Linked DNA regions of Mus musculus: all the other regions are linked to region 3. The links are chromatin contacts, called in public ChIA-PET, HiChIP or PLAC-seq and promoter capture Hi-C maps. All regions are on one chromosome and are shown on one strand. The core of a region is the stretch at or near the end of the contact, and the rest is flanking DNA. Distances in the headings are between cores, read along the strand shown. Region 1 holds the start of Rnf126 (ring finger protein 126). Region 2 holds the start of Prtn3 (proteinase 3). Region 3 holds the start of Mknk2 (MAP kinase-interacting serine/threonine kinase 2). Region 4 holds the start of S1pr4 (sphingosine-1-phosphate receptor 4). Region 5 holds the start of E130317F20Rik (RIKEN cDNA E130317F20 gene). Region 6 holds the start of Polrmt (polymerase (RNA) mitochondrial (DNA directed)). Region 7 holds the start of Gzmm (granzyme M (lymphocyte met-ase 1)).

What was found. Promoter capture Hi-C pulls out the DNA fragments that hold promoters and counts their contacts. ChIA-PET counts read pairs in DNA pulled down with a chosen protein or histone mark. HiChIP or PLAC-seq counts read pairs in DNA pulled down with a chosen protein or histone mark. Capture Hi-C pulls out chosen DNA fragments and counts their contacts.
Region 1: a promoter capture Hi-C map of pre-B cells shows a contact between it and region 3, with 2.9 times the contacts expected there. The contact joins the promoter of Rnf126 here to the promoter of Mknk2 in region 3.
Region 2: a contact with region 3 is called in a promoter capture Hi-C map of liver, with 2.3 times the contacts expected there. The contact joins the promoter of Prtn3 here to the promoter of Mknk2 in region 3. A contact is called at or near these places in 4 of 39 promoter capture datasets (the SN4741 cell line, liver, neutrophils and 1 more), 1 of 115 datasets of contacts at active chromatin or transcription factors (kidney) and 1 of 9 other capture datasets (liver).
Region 4: a contact with region 3 is called in an RNA polymerase II ChIA-PET map of memory CD8 T cells, with 8 read pairs. The contact joins the promoter of S1pr4 here to the promoter of Mknk2 in region 3.
Region 5: a FOXA1 HiChIP or PLAC-seq map of pancreatic cancer cells shows a contact between it and region 3. The contact joins the promoter of E130317F20Rik here to the promoter of Mknk2 in region 3. A contact is called at or near these places in 3 of 115 datasets of contacts at active chromatin or transcription factors (bone marrow-derived macrophages, memory CD8 T cells and pancreatic cancer cells).
Region 6: a contact with region 3 is called in an H3K27ac HiChIP or PLAC-seq map of embryonic stem cells, with 5 read pairs. The contact joins the promoter of Polrmt here to the promoter of Mknk2 in region 3.
Region 7: a contact with region 3 is called in an H3K27ac HiChIP or PLAC-seq map of microglia, with 6 times the contacts expected there. The contact joins the promoter of Gzmm here to the promoter of Mknk2 in region 3. A contact is called at or near these places in 2 of 115 datasets of contacts at active chromatin or transcription factors (microglia and pancreatic cancer cells).

Annotation. Positions count from the first base shown.
Region 1 is chr10:79,765,584-79,768,283 of GRCm38.p6, forward strand. It overlaps Rnf126 (ring finger protein 126), which reads right to left and starts at 1,369. Exons shown (of 9, transcript NM_144528.3): 1 at 1,170-1,369. The coding sequence starts at 1,244.
Region 2 is chr10:79,878,216-79,880,916 of GRCm38.p6, forward strand. Prtn3 (proteinase 3) reads left to right here and starts at 1,452. Exons shown (of 5, transcript NM_011178.2): 1 at 1,452-1,527; 2 at 2,213-2,378. The coding sequence starts at 1,461.
Region 3 is chr10:80,674,860-80,677,559 of GRCm38.p6, forward strand. Mknk2 (MAP kinase-interacting serine/threonine kinase 2) reads right to left here and starts at 1,434. Exons shown (of 14, transcript NM_021462.4): 1 at 1,222-1,434; 2 at 965-1,081. The coding sequence starts at 1,015.
Region 4 is chr10:81,498,774-81,501,473 of GRCm38.p6, forward strand. S1pr4 (sphingosine-1-phosphate receptor 4) reads right to left here and starts at 1,364. Exons shown (of 1, transcript NM_010102.2): 1 at 1-1,364. The coding sequence starts at 865.
Region 5 is chr10:79,853,668-79,856,380 of GRCm38.p6, forward strand. It overlaps E130317F20Rik (RIKEN cDNA E130317F20 gene), which reads right to left and starts at 1,304. Exons shown (of 1, transcript NR_029447.1): 1 at 1-1,304. Ptbp1 (polypyrimidine tract binding protein 1) reads left to right here and starts at 765. Exons shown (of 14, transcript NM_001077363.2): 1 at 765-1,054. The coding sequence starts at 1,047.
Region 6 is chr10:79,745,257-79,747,956 of GRCm38.p6, forward strand. Polrmt (polymerase (RNA) mitochondrial (DNA directed)) reads right to left here and starts at 1,325. Exons shown (of 21, transcript NM_172551.3): 1 at 1,209-1,325; 2 at 418-516. The coding sequence starts at 1,296.
Region 7 is chr10:79,687,587-79,690,315 of GRCm38.p6, forward strand. It overlaps Gzmm (granzyme M (lymphocyte met-ase 1)), which reads left to right and starts at 1,434. Exons shown (of 5, transcript NM_008504.3): 1 at 1,434-1,879. The coding sequence starts at 1,825. Cdc34 (cell division cycle 34) reads left to right here. Exons shown (of 5, transcript NM_177613.2): 5 at 263-812. The coding sequence ends at 473.

The DNA of each region.
Region 1 (2,700 bases), core at 119-2,618, 910 kb before region 3:
AGGGGCGTCAAGGCAGATCTGGGGAGGCAAGGCTGAGGCACAGGAAACACAAGTAGAAATAACAATCAATTCCTATGTTCCAGGTTCACCTGGCACCCCACATACCACTCTCTCCAAGCTGCCCCCCTTCCTAGACAGGGTTCCTGTCTGTCCTGGAACTAACAGTTGGCCTCAAACTCAGACATCGGCCTGCCTCTGCCTCCCAAGTGCTGAAATAAAAGGTGTATGCCACCACCTGAATTCTTGGAGTTAATCGCCCTGAAGAATGTCATGGTGTCACCATCCAGAGGGAGAGTGCAGAGACCAGAAGGAACTACAGCACCTCTTACCACCCACCCCGTCGTCACCCTGACAGACTCTGGCTAATTACTCCACCACCTTCTCCGCAATGGTAGATTGGCTTACACCAAACTAGCTACTACTTCTTCAAGGACCCACCCAGGCTTCCACCTCGAAGGGCAGGAGCAGGCTCCACGCTTGGCCTGGAAAGGCCACGGTAGGTTGCAAGTACTGAGCGATCACCTTTCCAGGAGCGAGCCTCAAACCTGGGTATGAAACAAGGGATGCCTGGAAGGTGGGAGGTTCTGTCCTGGGAGAGGAGGCCTGGGGATACCAGCCTAGTCAAAGTCACTCTCAAGAAACTTGCAGGATCCCTGGCATGCACCTGGACAAAACCACCTTGAACCGGAAAAGATGCAGGACACCCAAGCAGGGTCCTCAGGATAGATATGTCCAAAGCTACGAGGAAGAAGCAGGAGGCCAGGGGACAACCAGGTGGGGACCGGGGGATGCAACTGGTCAAAGCCACACTGAAGCCTTAGCACAAGGCCTGTAACAGGCAAGGAGGTGCAGGTACGACCTTCCCAGACCCTCCAGCTCCGCCGTCGGATTCGCAGCTCCTCTGGGCGCAGCAGCGAGGCCCGGGGCGGCGCTCGAGGCCGCGCCGCGCGCCCCCGCGTCCTGGCCACGCGCTCGGCGGCCGTCCCCAGCGCGGAGCTCAGCTTCCGAGCCCCACCGGGTCCGACCAAGCCTGCGTCCCTCGGGCGACCCCGCCGCCGCCCTAGGTTCTTGGACCTGCCCGCCACGCTGCTCGCACCCCGCCGGGTCTCAATTTCCCCTCTAGCCAGCTTCGCGCGCACAGCTCCACGGCCCTCCCGCCCAGGTCTCACCGGCAGGCGCGGCACGATCTCTACCGAGCAGCAGTGGCAGAAGTACCGTCCGGGCTGCGGCGACGCCTCGGCCATGGCCACCGCCGCCTCCGCGCCGCCCGCCCCCCGCGCGGCGCCTGCCGCCGGCCGTTTGCTGCTCCCTCGCCGGCCGACGCGCCCGCGCACGCTCACGCATGGCACGCACGGCACGCACGGCAGGCGTGGGGCTCGCGGAGAAACGCGGGCAACGCGCTGCGGGGGGCTGACTCGTGGAGAACGGTGGCCGCACTAGGACAAAATAAGTATTTCCGGAAGCCAGAGACCTGGGTCCAGTGTGTGGGGCGGAGCCTGGGGGCGAAGCGGCGGAGCCTAGTCTCCTTAGTAACCGGGACGGAGGTGAGGGTCAAGACTGCAGAGCATCTTGGGGGCGTGGCCTATCTGGTGTGGGCGGAGTCTAGAGGGCTTGGCACTTGGGGGTGGAAGGGCGGAGTCACGCTTGAAGAGTGCGGAAGTCCAGGGACAGCGCGAAGGCGGGTCGCCTTGGCGATGACTTTAGGAGGTGAAGTCAGACATGGAAGCAGAAGAAGTCAGAGATGGGGGGCCAGCGAGCGGCGGGGCTACGTGGGGGAGAAGACTTTTTGGCAACCTGCGTGGGACAGGGCCTCGGGGAAGCCTCCGCGACCAAAGGGCGGGGCCTTCGTGGGGGCCCGGGATGTCTCTTTGGCAACCTGGGGTAGGTTATAACCTGTAGGCAACTGGAAAGCTTTAGGGTCCGCAGGCTGAGCCTGCGCAGGGCGGGGCCGGGTTTCCATGGTGACGAGACAGCGACGGGACCAATCCTGGAATCCGCCTAGGAATTTGGCGTGAGCCTGGAGGCGGAGCTCCAAGCTTGCGGGGGCCGTCTCCTTGGCAACGAGGATGGGCAAGCCTGAAGGCGGGTGACTATCTCCAGAGCGGGGATGTAGTCGACAGGGCTGAGTTTCTCCGGCATACGGGATTGGATGTAGAGGCCTCGGAAAGCCAAGTACAGTCGCGAAGTTGGAGTCCTTGAGGGGCGGGACTTGGTTGCCTTGCCAATGGCTTAAGTTGTTAGGGCTATCCCTAAAAAAAAAAAAAAAAAAAAAGTGAGGGACGGGGCCTAAGAGACTCCTCCTCTTCTTCGAACCATCAAGCCCTCATTTCCCAGCTTCCTTCCCCTCATTTAGCCTTCCAGACAAGCTTGCCTGTGGATATTTGCTTGCACTGCACTGCCTGTGCCTCCAAGTGCTTGGTCCCCCAAACTCCGGAGTCTCGGCTGCAATGTTGCCTTTTCACGCGGTCTCTACAGCCCTCCTACATACACTTATGTACACCTGATAATCTGTAAAAACAGTGCCGGGCAGAAGGGAGTATCATGTCTGGACGATACACATCAGGTGTTCCACAAACACCCGAGATAAGGATGAAGAAGGGATGCATTCTCTGGTAGAAGGAGGATCCTCTAGCCCGCAGGCACCCCGTGTGACTCTTCAGGAGTGAATGAAGCCTGCGTCGTCTTCTAGGCTAGGCCCAG
Region 2 (2,701 bases), core at 202-2,701, 800 kb before region 3:
CTCACACAGTGGACGGAGAGAACTTACTCTTGACTGTTATCCTCCGACCCGCTGTGCAGACACGACACACATGCACACATGGAGAAGTTCGTTCATATAGGAATGAATGCATTAACTTTGTACTCCTGGGATGGAACTCAGGGCCTTATGCAGCCTAAGCAAGTGCTCAATACTTGGCTGTATCCCAGTGTTCTATGGGTTTAGACTATTTCATTTATTGATTTTTTTTTTTTTAGGTTTGAGACAGGGTTTCTGTGTAGCCCTGGCTGTCCAGGAACTCGCTCTGTAGACCAGGCTGGCCTCGAACTCACAAGAGCTCCTCTTGCCTCTGCCTCCTGAGTGCTGGGATTAAATGCGTGTGCCACCATTGCTGTGCTAGACTATTTTATAATAAATGAATATATTTGCTCTGTGATCCCAGCACAGAGGCAGGAGGATTGATGTTGGTTTGGGATTTAATAAACAGGGGTGGATGGGGAGGGAAAGGGCCAGATAGCTCAGTGGGTAAAGCACTATGGCAGAAGGGAGGGCTGCAGTTCCAGTCCCCAGAACCCGTGTCCACAGCGGAGACAGCCTCCTGTATTTCCGAGCATTTGTGTAAGGAGGCCCAGAAGAAGACAGGGACACCTCTCCCCCAACAAGCTAGAGAGCTGATTGACTGAAACCTTAGAGAGAGCCCCTGCCTCAATATAAGGTGGAGAGTCACTGAGGAAGATACCTTGTGTCAACCTCAGGCCACTCTATGCATGTGCATCCACACATGCCTATGCAGAAAGAAAGAAAGAAAGAAAGAAAGAAAGAAAGAAAGAAAGAAAGAAAGAAAGAAAGAGAGAGAGAGAGAGAGAAAGAAAGATTAAAAAATTTAAGATATATAAATTAAAAAGAAATAAAACACACACACAATATATATATTTATATGAAAAAAAACCAGTAAAGAGAAAAGAATAGGAAATTATCCCAGTGCAGAAGTGCATACTTGTCATCCGAGCGTGCAGGAGGCTGAGGCAGAAGGAACCTTGGATACGTGGTGAGTTCATGGCTAGCCAGGGTTACATGCAACCCTGTTTAAAATGAACACACATACACACACACACACACACACACACACACACACACACTACAACATTAGAGGAGAAATAATGAACTCCCAAAGTAAAATCTAGGCAGGTTATTAATGGGGAGGGTCATCGATGGGGGGTGTATCACAGGATCTGTGGATCATAGCTGAGTGGGTACTAAAGTGGCTTGTCCCAGGACCCTCAGCACGCTCTGGGTGGCAGAGGGCTTCCTGTGCCTCCAGAGAGACCCCCTGCGTCCTGCCCTACTGCAAACATTCCTGGGCCCCCAAACTGGAAGGAGGAAGTGGGACCCACAGCCCAGCCTTTAGCCACTGTTCAACGGCTCCCGGCAGAGCTGGGCTATAAGAGGGCCCCAGCAAGCAGGATGCCAGGAGCCTGGCCATGGCTGGAAGCTACCCATCCCCCAAGGGGATCCATCCCTTCCTGCTGCTTGCCCTGGTGGTTGGTGGTGAGTGTGTGTGTGGGTGGGGGGGTGGGGAGCTGTTCATTAACCAGCACCTTCCTAGAATAGCTGGGAAGGTCAGGGCATCCCCTGGTTAAATGCTTGGGAAGGAAAGAATGAGAGGGGGCATTGACTGCTTTCCTTCTGTTTTAGGGTTCTTTTTTAGACAGAGTCTTAAGTAGCCCAGGCTGGCCTTTGCTACATTATAGCAAATCAGCTTTGACCTCCTGGCCCTCATGCCTCATCTCAGTACTGGGGTAGCAAGCTCCCATGCTGTGTTTCTGTGGCACTGGATGTGGGACCTAGGGCTTTGTGCGTGTAAGCCACGACTCTACCCACTGAACCCAACACCAGCTTCAGCCCTTGATGGGTTCTTACTGTATGTGTGCCGCCCACGGACTCTCACTGCAGGGAGGAATTTCCAGGGAATCAGGAATTACCAGCCAAGCTGAATGGCGCACATCTTTAATCCCAGCAGTTGGGAGGCAGAGGCATGCAGATCTCGCTGAGTTCAAGGCCACCCTGGACCACAGTGTGAGACACTATCTCAAAACAAAATAATACGTGTAGACTCAAGTCAGCCCCCGACTCCTCCCCAGGCACAGGTCACTTTAAAACCATAGGTAGAACAGACTGTGGCTCTCATGGCTGGAACCCTTCAGGCTGCATTCCTGACACCTACTTCCCCTAGGCGCAGTCCAGGCCTCCAAGATTGTAGGTGGGCACGAGGCTCGGCCCCACTCTCGGCCTTATGTGGCATCCCTGCAGCTGAGCAGGTTCCCTGGGAGCCACTTCTGTGGTGGCACCCTGATCCACCCGAGATTCGTGCTGACAGCCGCCCACTGCCTGCAGGACATGTGAGTTCAGGAGACAGCGAGGGAGTGGCAGGTCTGAACTGACAGCAAAGCCCTGGATGGGTACCTCATAGTCTCTTCCCCTTCCAAAGGCTCCCTCTAGACCTGCCTCAGCTCTTCCCCATGCGTTCTCCAGGAGATTATTTCAACAGAGACTTTCTCTCACCTAGAATCCCCCAGTGAAGGGGATAGGGGAGTGGTTAGGGTAAATATCCCTTCTAGAATTCCCCAGGGAAGGGTCTGTGGGCACGGTCAGGGTAGAGTTCCTCCTACCTGCCTAGAATCCCCCAGTGAGCGACTAGGGGGCGTGGTTATGGTAGAGCCCC
Region 3 (2,700 bases), core at 184-2,683:
GAAGGTCTCCACAGGCCACCACCAAGTGTGGAGGTTGCAGTGGGGCAAAGCATACCCATGTGCCAAAGGGTTTCCCCAACAAGGCTTCATCCCCTCTGATCCCAACCAACCGCACAGGCCAGCTTGAGACTACAGTGGACAGATACAGGGTTTCCCTGGAACTATATACACAGAAGTAGGGGAGACGGGGCTGAGAGACTGCAAGGAACATCCAGCCACTGACCACAAGCCAACCTAGGGGAGCTCACAAAAGAGAGAGCTAGGACCTGCTGACGTGCTTTCATCCAGAACAAGGCCAACCTGGGGGACACAGAAAGTGTGGGATCACATACAGAAAGTGGGTGGGGAGCACAAGACTGAGATCAGGCTGATGGCGAGGGACATAGAGCCACCAATCAGTGGTGGGAGTGGGTCCTGAAAGAAAGAGCTACTAGGCAGCCGGGGACAGGTTGTAGCCTGCAACAAGCACACACTGCAGGAAACAAATGTAAAGTCCATCAGAGACCACATACAGAGGTAGGAAAGCCCGGGCTGAGAAACTGCTAGGGACACAGCCACAGATCACAGGGGAGCCTGGGGCAGTTCATGAAGAGTTAGTAGGCAGCTAGAAGCAAGGCTGCAGCTTACTGACTCTCCCAACCAGCACAAGACAGGCCTGGAAGTTGCAAGGAACAGAAACACTCGATTTGCCTAGGATCACACACAGAAACAGACGACTGTGATCGGGCTAACTGCAAGGGACACAGAGCCACCAATCACAAGCCTGGGGGTGGGGGTTGAGGGTCCTAGAAGAGAGAGCTACTAGGAGGATGGGGACAGGGCTGCGGCCTGCTGACCCCCACCACCTCCAGCACAAAAGTCCAATGCAAGCACCCCTCCCAAGCCCTGCACCAGCCTCCCGAGTAGGCTCTGCTTATCCGTCGCACCCGTCACTGCAATGGGACCCCCGGACAGGACCCCTCACCTTGAACGAACGGTGGAAGCCCTGAAGTTCGGCTGTTCTCTTCTGCACCATCTTCAGTCCGGGCCCCACCAGCGGGGGAGGGGACGCGGGGCCCGGGGGGCGGCTTGGGAGGCGACCCTGCGGGCGGAGGAGACAAAGGACCGAGGCTGAGAGAGGCGCTCGGCCGGGCGGAGGCGGCCGGGGCTCGGCGGAGCTCCCGCGCCTGACTCGGGCTTCCTTCCTCCCTCGGAGAATGTCGCCCTTGGCGCCGCGCTCACCGGGGTCGGACACCGGCCGGGGTCGCAGCGCCGTCACCTCACCTAGCACAGCCCGGACCCCGCTCCGAGGACTGCGCGGGGAACAGCGCCGCCACAGCCACCGCTGCTGCTGCCGCCGCCGCCGCCGCCGCCGTCGCCGCCGCCGCCGCCGCCACCGCCGCCACCACCGCCACCACGGACCCCTCCACTGGGCCGCTGCCGCCGAGAGGAGCCGCGCGCGCGGCCGGCGCGGCCACCTTTATAGGCGCGGTCCCGAAGTTACCCCGCCCCTCCGCACCAGTCTCCGCCTTTCTCAGGGAACAGAGGAGGCGGAGCTTCCAGGAGCGTCGAAGGCCGCAGCGAGAAGAGCACGCCGGGGAATGCAGAATACGGCTGCGCGCTCCCGTTTAAGGGGCGGAGCTTAGCGGGGAGCGGAGTGGAGCTGCGCAGCGACCGTGTTGGCGACTCCAAACACGGCTGCGCACTTCGAGCTGGCAGGGGGAAGGGGAGATTCCGAGGGAAGTGGGGCGCGAAGCTTCAAGCGCGCCTGCGCACTCCCACGGTGGGGGCGGAGCGTGAAAAGATACTCGACTGCAGCCGCGTGACCTGGCTGGGGGGTGGGAGAGGACTGTGTGGAGAGGCTGGTGACCAGCCTCCGGAGTCGCCTGCGCCTGCGCAGAAGGGTACTGAAGGCTTCAGTTTGGGCCGTGAGGCCGCCTTCTCCTGTGTCACAGTTGGCCCGCTGGCTTGCGCGCTGCAGGTTCTGCTCCCTGTCCTTGAGCCGGGTGCCGCGTTCAGCTGCCGAAGGAGGGCAAGCCAGCCCTAATTTTACTGAATACTGATGCCCTTGTCCTGTGCTCCAGCTCTGCAATCCGTGATGAACCCTTCTTGAACCTCTTGGGTCCTTTGCAGCCCTCGGTGGGGATAGCTGGGACAAGAAGGGGCTAGGATCCCCGATTCAGGTTCGGATACAGTCAGACCGCGTTGTGCCTGCTGCCTCGGCTGCTTCCGTGCACAAAGAGGTTGTTTTCCCTCTTCAGGGTAGTTTGTCTACAAGTTTTTACCACCACCCTCTACTGAGGCTGGAGCCTCATGAACCTCAAGCAGCTCTTTGTGTGTTTGTGTGCACTCACACAGGTCCTCGTCCGTGTGAGTGTGTGTGCCTTATGCATACAGGTGCCTGGAAAGTCAGAAGAGAGGTGAAATTACACGATGCCTGATGTGGGTGCTGGGCTGTACCCTGGGTTCTCTGTAAGAGTAACAGTTTGGCTTAACTTATGAGTCATCTGTCTGACTCCCGAGCCTCATTGTCGTCATTAGTGATTGCATTGGCAGAAATGTTTGTCTCTAATTCAGATTGTCATGCCTGTACAAGGTTCATTACCTGGACAGATTTGGGCAGGGGATAGAACTTCAGCTCAAGGCAGTCAGGGATCAATTCCTGGCAGACTCAAACAAGGGTCTCTACTCAGCTGTTAAAGGAGTTTGCCACCAATTATA
Region 4 (2,700 bases), core at 114-2,613, 820 kb after region 3:
GCAGGTACTCCTGGGCCCAGACATTAGAACCAAAGATGTCAGCCAGGAGCAGGCCAAACAGGGGACCCCAGCACACCACAAAGGCCACCAAGATCATCAGCACGGTGTTGAGTAGCCTGCGGGACTTGCGGCGGGCAGGAGGACGTGGAGACTTCTGCCCATTGGCTCGGACCACTCTAAAGATGGCCCCGTAGAGGCTCAGGATAGCCACTAGGATGAGGGCGAAGACCACCACACAAAAGAGCACATAGCCCTTGGAGTAGAGGGGCAGCAGGCTGGAGCAGCGTGGGAAGGCGCACACACAGTTCCAGCCCAGCAGGGGCAGCAGGCCCAGGATAGCTGCCAGTAGCCAGCACAGACCGATGCAGCCATACACACGGCTGGTCTTGGTGGCCCCACTCTCAGCCACCCGCACCATGGTGGCGAAGCGCTCGCCGGCCGTGAAGAGCAGACTGAAGGTGGATGCGGCCAAGGCCATGAAGAGCAGGCCCTCCCGCAGGAACCAGTGCACCGGTGACAGCTGGAAGGTACGAGTCCCTGACAGCAGCACGTTGACCACGTAGGCCAGGCCTGTGAGCAGGTCACTCAGTGTGATGTTCAGCAGGCAGTAGTACACCCAGCGGCGGGACCGCATGTAGATGGCGATGGCGGCCAGCACCATGGCGTTCTCCAGCACCACCAGGCAACCTGCGGCCACCGACGGCCCCCTCAGCATCCCTAGCCCTCCACCGTCCTCAGAGCCCCCGCGGCTGGCCAGCCTGCCGCTGTGATTGTAGTGCAGGACAATGAGGAGGCTGTGGCCGCTGGCTGCCAGCCGGTGGCAGGACTCTGGGGTCACCAGCGTGGACCAGGTACTGATGTTCATGGCCTCCCCCGGGGACAGACTGAGAGAGGCCTCCGCAGGGTGGAGTCACTGCCTGGCCTGGGTTTCCTGTTGTTTGAAATTTCCTGTTATGCTCAAGGTGCCCCAGAGTGGGTGGGGGTGAGGCCAGGGCAGGGAGGGGCATCCTGAGCAACTGTGGGTGTGACTCTGGGGGCTCTGAGCTAGAGAGCATGATCTCTCATGGCACCCCACCCAGGACCAAATTTCCCTCTTTGGATGGGAGGCAAGCACTAGATGGGGAGTCACTACTGGACAATGGGCATAGCCTGGCATCCAAGATCCCTCTGCCCACCCCCTTGTGCCCAACTGTTCCAACTGTATGCTTATATATACAGCAGGTGCCTAATAAGTATTTGTCAACTGTACACAGAAAGCGTGCCATAGGCAGAGGCAGGCGGATTTCTGAGTTCGAGGCCAGCCTGGTCTATAAAGTGAGTTCCAGGACAGCCAGGGCTACACAGAGAAACCCTGTCTCGAAAAACCAAAAAAAAAAAAAAAAAGGAAAAGACAGAATGTCATAAATGTTTGTCACTTGTATACACCAGCCAAGCCTTAATCAATGTCATCCAAACACATCAAGTACCACCCATGCATAACAGGTGCTTAATATCTTTTTAGAATTTTTGTTACATTTATTGATTGACTGTGTGTGTCCTTTCATGTGCTGGGGTCAGAGGGCAACTCACAGGAGTCCATTCTCCCCTTCTACCATGTGGGTCCTTAGAGCTTTGCCTCAGGCACCTTTACCCCTGAACTGTTCACTGGTGCTTAATCAGTGTTTGCTGTGTGTACACAGAAGGTGCTTAAAAAATGTGTCACATTGGGTGTAGCAGCACATGCCATTAGTATCAGTTCTTGGAAGGCAGAGGCAGGAGGACCTCTGTAAGTTCCAGGCCAGCCTGGGCTACATAATAGAGACACCCTGTCTAAAAAAAAAATACAAATACCTAATAATAATAATAATAATAATAATAATAATAATAATAAATATGTGCCACCAATACATAGTAGGTGCTTAAAATCACCTATTAAAGAAAAAGTCATCTGCACACACCAGGCGCTTAATAAGATTTTGTTGCCTGTACTAGGGATGCTTCATAGTGCTTGTCAACACACAGCAAACAGCAGGTGTCTAATCAATGTGCAAGGACACCTGTAGCTCCCCTGGCAGTGCCAACTCAGCCTCAGCCTACACAATTGTTCTGTGCTTTGACCCCAGCCTCAACCCCTTCCCTGCACTGAGCCCCAATCCCCAGTCTCAGCTCCTTCCCTGCACTGAGCCCCAATCCCAGCCTCAGCCCCTTCCTGCACTGAGCCCCAACCCTACCTGAGCACAGCTCTTGCTCTGTGCCATGACCCTGAAGAGACTTGATGTCAGACAGTGCACAAACTCTGGCCAGGGCCCCTCTGCACTGACTCCCCAAACCTCTACCCTATACTGAGCCTTTATCCCAGAATGAACCCTGAGCCTGAATAACATAGTCACAGACACAACATAGTGCTGACTAAAGGCCAACTCCAGCCAAGCCCATGACTGGGCCTCATGCACTGAGTTCAAGTGAGTACTGGGGTTCAGCATGAAGGAGGACTGAGCACAGCACCCCAGAATGAGTGCAGACAGAACGGTCACCTGCAGCCTGCTATGGAAGCTGATGTGGTATGAAGCAGGCACCATAACAGAACAGAAGATTACGAACACTTGACCTCCACAGCAGGCACTTAGTCAGTCTTCAAGAACAGCTCTCGCCAGGCGTGGTGGCGCACGCCTTTAATCCCAGCACTTGGGAGGCAAGGGCAGGCAGATTTCTGAGTTCGAG
Region 5 (2,713 bases), core at 54-2,553, 820 kb before region 3:
CCTCCCGTGCAGGGCGGAGGAGAAACTTTTCCCCCTTGCCTGGCTTTTTTTTTTTTTTTAGCAGATAACCAGGCAGACAAGAATCCGGATAGTTTGTGCCTTTGGGAGTCCTACCAAAGGATCTGTTTTATAGCCTGCACTAGGCCTTGGAGAACCCGTCTTGCTTTGTGATACCCCAGGACTGGAAGGCAGAATCCTGGCTGCTGGGGTGAAGGTACAAGAGGGCGGAGTTTCGTCCCTCCAGTGGATTCTGCGGCTGCTGAGTTTGTAGCCTCGTTTCCCCAGCTTTAGGCAGAACCAGCCACACTGCGGCTCCTTTCCTCGGTTTCCCCATCCCTGCGACACAGATGGAGCTTGGCTGCTGTGGGTAGACAAAAGACGGAAAGAGATGATTCACAATCTAGTCGCGACTGCGTCTATGAAGCACGTGGCCTCCACCTCGTTGCGATCTAGTCCAGGAGAAACTCGGTTGAAAGGCCAAATTCTGGCCACGTGACCACAAGCAAGCTAGGGCAATACGGGGTTTTCTGCCCGCTTCTAAGATGGCGAAGCAGCTTGCTTTACTCTCACGTTGGAGGCTAACGGCTTCCAGTGCCTGCTTGCAATATGGAGGCAACCTCCAGAATGCACGCTTCTCTGCGTCTGACCCGCCACGTACCCACTCTCAAGATGGCGTCCCACGGGTCGAACAAAGGCTCGCTCATTGGCTCAGATGGTATCACGTGCGTCTACTCATTCACTCCCTCCCCCTCCCCCACCGGCCGTTTCCGTCTTCCGTCTTGACTGACGGCCGTCCCGCCCAACAGCTGTCTGCTGTCTGGATGCGTTTCGCCCTTGGAGTAACCTTTTGACCAATAGAAGGCCCTGGCGGGGGCAGGCGGGGTTGACCACGCCCACAGACCGCAGCGGGAACCAATGAGGATCGCGCGCGGGGGACGTGTGCGGGCGTCTCCGCCATCTTGTGAGTCTATAACTCGGAGCCGTTGGGTCGGTTTCTGCTATTCCTGCGCCTCCGCTCCGTTCCCCGCGGGTCTCTTCCGTGTGCCATGGACGGGTAAGTCCTGCCGCGCCCCTCGCACGCCGCTCCGCTCACCACTCCGTCCCAGCCATCGCTGCCGCGCGCGTGGACTTTTGGCCCCCGCCGATCCCTCTAACCGCTGCAATGGGCGCGTGCGTGTGGCCTCGTTCCGCGTGGCGCGCTCGGAATCCCGGGCGTCTGAGGCCCTTAAGGAAGCCGGTTGGCTTAGGGCGACCGCACCCAGCTTTCGGCTCCCCTTAAGCCCCTCGCCCAGCGCACTTCCGGTGCCCGCGCGGTTCATCCGGAGGAACCCAGCGCCCCCCTCCCGCCCTCCGCGTGCACGCGCGCTCCCTCCGGTGAGACGCGCTCACTCGGAGCGGCTCGGCCGCTGCGATCCTTCCCGCCTGCCGTGCTCCAATCCGGCCGGCTCGCCCTGTGCCCCGAGCAATGTCGCTTCGCACGCCGCATGCGACCCCGGGTGCGCGCGCGTAGTAGGGCGCGCGCCCTGGTGCGGGCACGCGCGCGGACCTGTGCCGAACGCGCCCGCCCTTCCCGCCTGGGGGGAGGTGTCCGGAGGAGGCCTCCAGGGCCCCCCATTGGAGGGGCGGGTGGGCCAGAGTGAGGTTCAGTTCGGTCTCCGGTGTGGGCGCCGGCCTGGCATCCGTATCTCCCACATGCTTCCCGGATGCCCCCTCCACTGGCAACTTTTTGTAGTTTTCGGTTTGTTTTGGAGACCGGATCTCATTGTAGGCTGGTCTGAAAGATCTGCTTGCGCTTGCCTCTGCTTGCGTAGTGATGGGACTAAAGGCCTGCGTCACCAGGCCCCGACTTTTTTGTTGAAACTTTTTGTTTGGCTTTTGGATAAGGACTGGCCTTGAATTCCTGATTTTCCCCACCTTAACCTCCCTAGTGCTTTGAGTCACCAGGCTTAGTAAGCGGCTTTCCTTTTAACACGATTCTGAAAAGTAGTTTGGCCTAGCTTCAAGCTGAGTACCTATGGCAGTCCTCCTGCCTCAGCCTTCTAAGTGCTGAGATGACAGACAGGAGTCTCCAGTTGCCTCCTTTGAGCAACTTACCGAGGATCTTTGAGCGGGGTGTGGTGGTGCACACCTTTAATCCTGCCAGAGATAGGCAGATCGAAGTGAGTTCTAGAAGGGAGTGCAGAGAAATGTCGCAAAAGATTCTTTGAAAACAGTAAACCAAGCAGAGGGTTACACATACCCCAGCCACCACTTCTGGTGGAATCCCTTCACGAGGCAGACCCCTGAGAGCCATTTGGTAACCTGCCAGCTGTGGTAGGCTTGCTGCTGCCTGTAAGCAGGCTAGGTGTGAGGCGGCAGGGTGCAGTCACGAGGGGCTGGGGTTGATCAGTAACCTAGGGTGTATCCCGGCAGCTCTGTTGGTTTGTAAATGGTAACAAGGCCACTTTGCCTGCCATCAGCAGTGTGGCCCTGGAGGAGCTCCCAGCCCCCATCAGGAAGCACTGTCTTGGGCTGCTCCTTACCTATATTTCAGGCTCCCTGGCGTTGTAGGATGCTCAGGAGTTGAGTTTTGACCCAGGTCACTGGTATGCTTTATAAAAACTGGGCTTTTTTTCTTTCCTTTTCTTTTTTTTTTTTTCCTGTACTAAAACTGGATTTAATGTGTTGAAAGGCAGGGTCTGGGTCCTGTGTGGAAGAAGGGAGGGTCTTCAAG
Region 6 (2,700 bases), core at 75-2,574, 930 kb before region 3:
AGGGAGGAATGAGGAGAGAAAGAAAGAAAGAGGAAGGAAGGAAGGAAGACAGACAGGCAGGCCTGGCAGACAGGCTGGATTCCAGCTGCACCTCGACTCTGCAGGACTAAAACTGGAGACTTCTATGTCAGCATTCCAACAATGCAAATCCGGTATTGTTCAGGTGTATTTGGGGCCTCCACTGTCTTCCTAGAAGTGAGAGCCCCAGGTGGGAATCTGGAACTCAGGGAATGGAATTACAGCAGCTCCCAGAACCAGCACAAGAGGACCCACAGGACCACAGACAGGCCAGCCAGACAACACTGCTCAGTGGACTCTGGACCCCATTTTACATACTCCCTTGGAGTGGTCAGGTACAACGCAGAGCACACTCCCTCAAGGCTTCACTGTGGAGAAGGACTTAGGACACCAACTTACCTTCCAGCAGTTCAGCATGGCCCCACTCCCTCAGGACATGTTGCTCACGGGGACTGGCAGCGGAGCTCCTTCTTGAGCTGCAGAAGCCACCAAAAGTCCCTAGAAAGAGACATGAAGAATAAGAACACAGAAACCATCCTATCAAGTGGACACCGTGGCATGCACACTTATTACCCCAGGTCTCTGGAGGCTGAGGTGGGAGGGTCTCCAATTGGATTCCAGCCTGGGCTACAAAGGAAGTTCTAGGTTAAGCTAGTGTGAGTTCCTGCCTCAAACTTACGTCATGCCCAGAAAGAAATGGATCAAAAGACAAGGACTGCCAGGCATGGGATCTCAGAACTCAGGAGGTTGAAGCAGTAGGACCTGAGTTCAAATAAAGCATCCAGCATGAACCACATGGAAACACCATGGCTCAAAAAAAAAAAAAAAAAAAAAAAAAAAACACGCCCCGCCCACAAATAAATCCAGACCCAGAAAAAGACCAACTTCAAGGGCAGAACAGGCCAAAGCTATAAGGATCGGGGTGCAGGATCCAGCAAGAAGTACTCCTAACTAAAAGTAGCCAAAGGTCAATGCCAATATCCGTAAGTCCCCAACAGTGGGTCAGAGACATGGAAAAGCGAGCAACAATCAAAAGTCAAAGTGCCCTGCGGACCTAGAGAGACGTTGCCAACTAGTGCCCAGCTAAATGGGTCCCCAGAAACTCCTCCATAGGTCAAAGAACAAAGGTTGAAGGTGACCGGGATCCTAAGGAAGGGAAGATTATAGTCCTGGATCCGACACTCCTTTACCTTCCTCCGAAGGCGGGCGGTGGGGCCCAGGGGAGCGCAGAACCCGGCCAAGCCCGGCTGCGCTTCGGGTCCACCGGAGCGCCGACATGCCGCCTGCTGCCCGCAGTGCGCACGCGCACGCGCCGCCTGCAGGGAGCTGTAGTTCTGCGACTGCCGGAAGCGCTCTTAGGGTCTGTCCTGTGAGAGGAGTCGAAGGAGAACTACAACTCCCAAGAGGCAGCGGGCAGCGTGGCGGCAAGAGAGCATGCGCAGAAATACTCTTCTGATTCGTTCTTTTCATATCCAAGTTCCCTCTTTAGTTTTTATATTTTTTTGTTCTTTGATTGACTGGTTTCTGCTTTATTTTATTTGTTCATATATATGTGCGTAACATTTACATATGTGTATATATTATGTACTATATGCACATTTTTGGCACAAAGTCTCACTATTTAACCATGAATGTCCTGGAATTTAACAGGATTCCCTTGAACTCAACAGATATCCTCCTTATACTCCTGCTCTGCCACCCAGTACTGGGACTATAGTCGTGCGCCACCACGCCCAGTCCCTACCCTATTTGTTTCTCCTCCTCTTCCTCCTCCTCCTCTCTGCCTCTCTCTGTCTCTGTCTCTCTGTATGTATATGTGTTTGTGCAAATGGAATCAGGGCCGTAGAAAGATGGAAAAGACGTGTAAATAGTACCACATCGCGATTTCATTCATCCATCCATCCATTCATTCATTCACATTCACAGAGTCCCATGTAGCTCATGTTAGCTTCCAATTTACATGTATGAGAACTAATCTGGAAAGCCTGACCTTGCTGTCTTCTCCTTCCCAGTGTTGGACTAAGGGATCTATCTACACGTAGCCCAGGTTGGTTTCAAACTTCTAATGTGGCCAAAGATGACAGTGAATTCCTGATCCTCCTGCCTCCTAGCTCAGGAAGTGCCGGATGACAGATATGTGCTATCACGCACCAGCATTTTATATTTGAGACAGAATCTCACTAAATTTTCCAGGCTAATTCTGTAGCTCAGACAGTACCCTCCTGAGAAGACAGGACCTGGGCTCATTTTCTCAGTACTAGGGCTTCTACTGTCTGGAGCGCATCAGTGAGAGCTTTGGGTTTATAATCCCAGCCCTCTGGAGGTAAAGGCAGGCGGATTCAAATTTAAGCACATAAAATGCACATAAAACCTTGTCTCAATCAGGCAGTCGGGCAAGCAAACGGACAGATAAACAGACACACACACAAACTCAGAGCTGGGTGTGGTGGCACACACCGTTTTTGCTTTTGTTTTTGTTTTTTTAAAGATTTATTTATTTTATGTATCTGAGTACACTATCTCTGTCTACCAGAAGAGGGCATTGAATTCCATTACAGATGGTTGTGAGCCACCATGTGGTTGCTGGGAAATGAACTCAGGACCACTGGAAGGTCAGTCAGTGCTCTTAACCCCAGGTGGCACACACCTTTAATCCCAGCACTTGGGAGGCAGAGGCAGGCA
Region 7 (2,729 bases), core at 184-2,683, 990 kb before region 3:
TTTTAATGACTGTTGTCATAAGACAGATCCTATTACAGCTGAAGCCACCCTGAGACTCAGCAGGCCTCCTGCCTCAGCCTCCAAGTACTAAGTGACAAACCTGTTTCCCACAGCCAGCTGTGGTTACCTTCCTGCTGGGAACTGGCCACTCCTTGTCCCCACGCCCTTTATTCCCTCCCACCTGCTCCCTGCCCTCCATTCAGTGTCTATTCTTGGAATCCCATTGTCCTGGGCCTTGGCCTCACCTGCCCTGTCTCCCCAGGAAGCAGGTCCTGGGGACCAAGGTGGACGCGGAGCGCGATGGTGTGAAGGTGCCCACTACGCTGGCCGAGTACTGCGTGAAGACCAAGGCGCCGGCGCCCGACGAGGGCTCGGACCTCTTCTACGACGACTACTATGAGGACGGCGAAGTGGAGGAGGCCGACAGCTGCTTTGGGGATGAAGAGGATGACTCTGGCACCGAAGAGTCCTGACCCACGTCCCTGAAATAAACTTACAAATTTTACCTCAGCAGGACCCGTGTGGGCCTCAGGCGACAGACTACCTCACCGAGGTTCCATGTGGGCTCCCATCCCATGATCCTTAGGTCCTCTTACCCCGTATTCCCCATGGGTTTTCCTCGGCTTTGGAGAAGAGCTGTGGTGCAGGGCAAACACCCCACTCAGCTTTCAGATGATGACAAGCCTGGGAGGCTGGGGACCGACTGCCTGGTGGGGAGCCAGAGACTCCAGCCCAGCCCAAGGAAGGCCAGCACCACAGTCTCCTCTCTGCTTTTGGTGTGTGTGAAATAAAATAAAATAGCTTTCTGAGAAGCTGAGAGAATCACCTAGGACGCCGGTGGCACTCGGTACTGAGGGCCACCTGGGTAGCCCGGCCAAGGCCGTGGGATGGGCAGGAAGAGATAGTGACTGTTAAGGCTCAGGATTGTACAGGGGCCCCAGGCCCAGAAGCAACTTGCTGCCTGCAGATCCCACCTTCCTGCATCTGGCACTGTGGCTGTCTGTGTCCGCCTCCATCCTGCAGTCAGAAGGCCTGGGTCCTGAGGCGTGCAGAGGACTAGTATCCCAGCAGTCCTTGTGTCCTGGGCACTTCTTCAGCCCTGGGAACTCCAGTGCCTGCCTGAGGAGTCCCTGTGGCAGGCAGCCTGGTGACTCCCCACAGGAAGGACAGGCTGAGTGATGCTCTGACCACATCATGCTGTGCAGGGTGGCTACAGTGACCCAGTGCTGAAATAGCATTGGGTGCCATGTAAAGAAAGGAAAAGAAAGTGTCACTTTCATTGCGTGGGCCTGTTAACTCTCCAGAGTTCCAGTCTCCAGAACAAAGCTGTACTCTACTGAATAGCACTTCATGGAACCTGTGCTGCTTATAACTGATGAGAGAAGGACAAGTTGTTGGAAAGGCGTTAGTTCAGGCCTTCCTCTACCCGTATAATTTGCAGCCAGCCTTATGTACAAAGTTGCAGGGCCAGCAGTAAGGCTCAGTGGGTAGAGGCCTGCCACCAAGCCTAGCACAGGACCTACACGGCTCAAGGAGAGAACTGACCCTGTGAGTCATCCTCTGTGGGGGTTGAGGTCCATTGAGACAGACCCAGTGTTTACCTGGTGCTAATCACCAGAATGAGCATCACTGGGCTATAGTTGCTGCCCCCCAGGCAGGGGGCAGCTTTGACAGCAGAATTGCTTTCTAAAACCACACAGCAGGGTGTGAAGTAGGAGGAGTTGACACTTGTGCAAGGTGGGTGGTACTGGGAAGGCCACCTGTCCCCACAGGAAGAGAGAGTGGGGAACCCTTTCCCCCAGGGACCACTGATCCTGTGCCAGGATGGAGGTCTGCTGGTCCCTGCTGCTACTGCTGGCCCTGAAAACACTGTGGGCAGGTGAGCATTCGGGGGAAACTGAGGCCCAGAGCCGGGTATCCAGAGGGCTGTGGATGGGAGGCATTACGTACAGGGAAACTAGCAGATGATTCAGAACCCTGAGTAAAAACAGCGTAGAGCCGGGCGCGGTGGCGCGCGTCTTTAATCCCAGCACTTGGGAGGCAGAGGCAGGCGGATTTCTGAGTTCGAGGCCAGCCTGGTCTACAAAGTGAGTTCCAGGACCCCCAGAGCTATACAGAGAAACCCTGTCTCAAAAAAAAAAAGAAAGAAAACCACGTAGCCTGGTGACAGGCCTCTGAGCTCAGTATTTGAGGGGTCTGAGGCAGGAGGATTGCCATGAGTTCAGTTAGAGTGAGACCTATCAGAGGAAACAAAATGGGGTTAAGGATATAGCTTAAGTTGGGGCATATGCCTGGTGTACAGAAAACCTGGGCTCCATACTCCATTCCACCAGGCATGGTAGAGCACACCTGTCATCCTAGCACTGGAGGTGGAAGACCAGGAATTCAAACCCTTGCTCAAACCCTTGCTCTCCAGTGAGTTTGAGGCCATCTGTGCTACAGAGCCTCCTGAGCACTGACATTAGAGGTGTGTGGCTACCACACATGACTTTCTTTTTGTAAAGGTATTGCCATGTAGCCCTGGCTGGCCTGGAATTTATAAGTAAATACCCGCTTCTTGAGTTTGGTCAATGAGAGGCTGTGCTACCATCCTGAGGTACAGATGGCCTACAACTCACTGTAGAGCTGTGTCTCATGCCTGTAACCCCAGCTCTAGGGGACGAGCCAAGCCACAGGGTCCCTGAGGCTCTGGGAATGTGCTGAATCAGTGAAGCCTCAATTAAGGTATA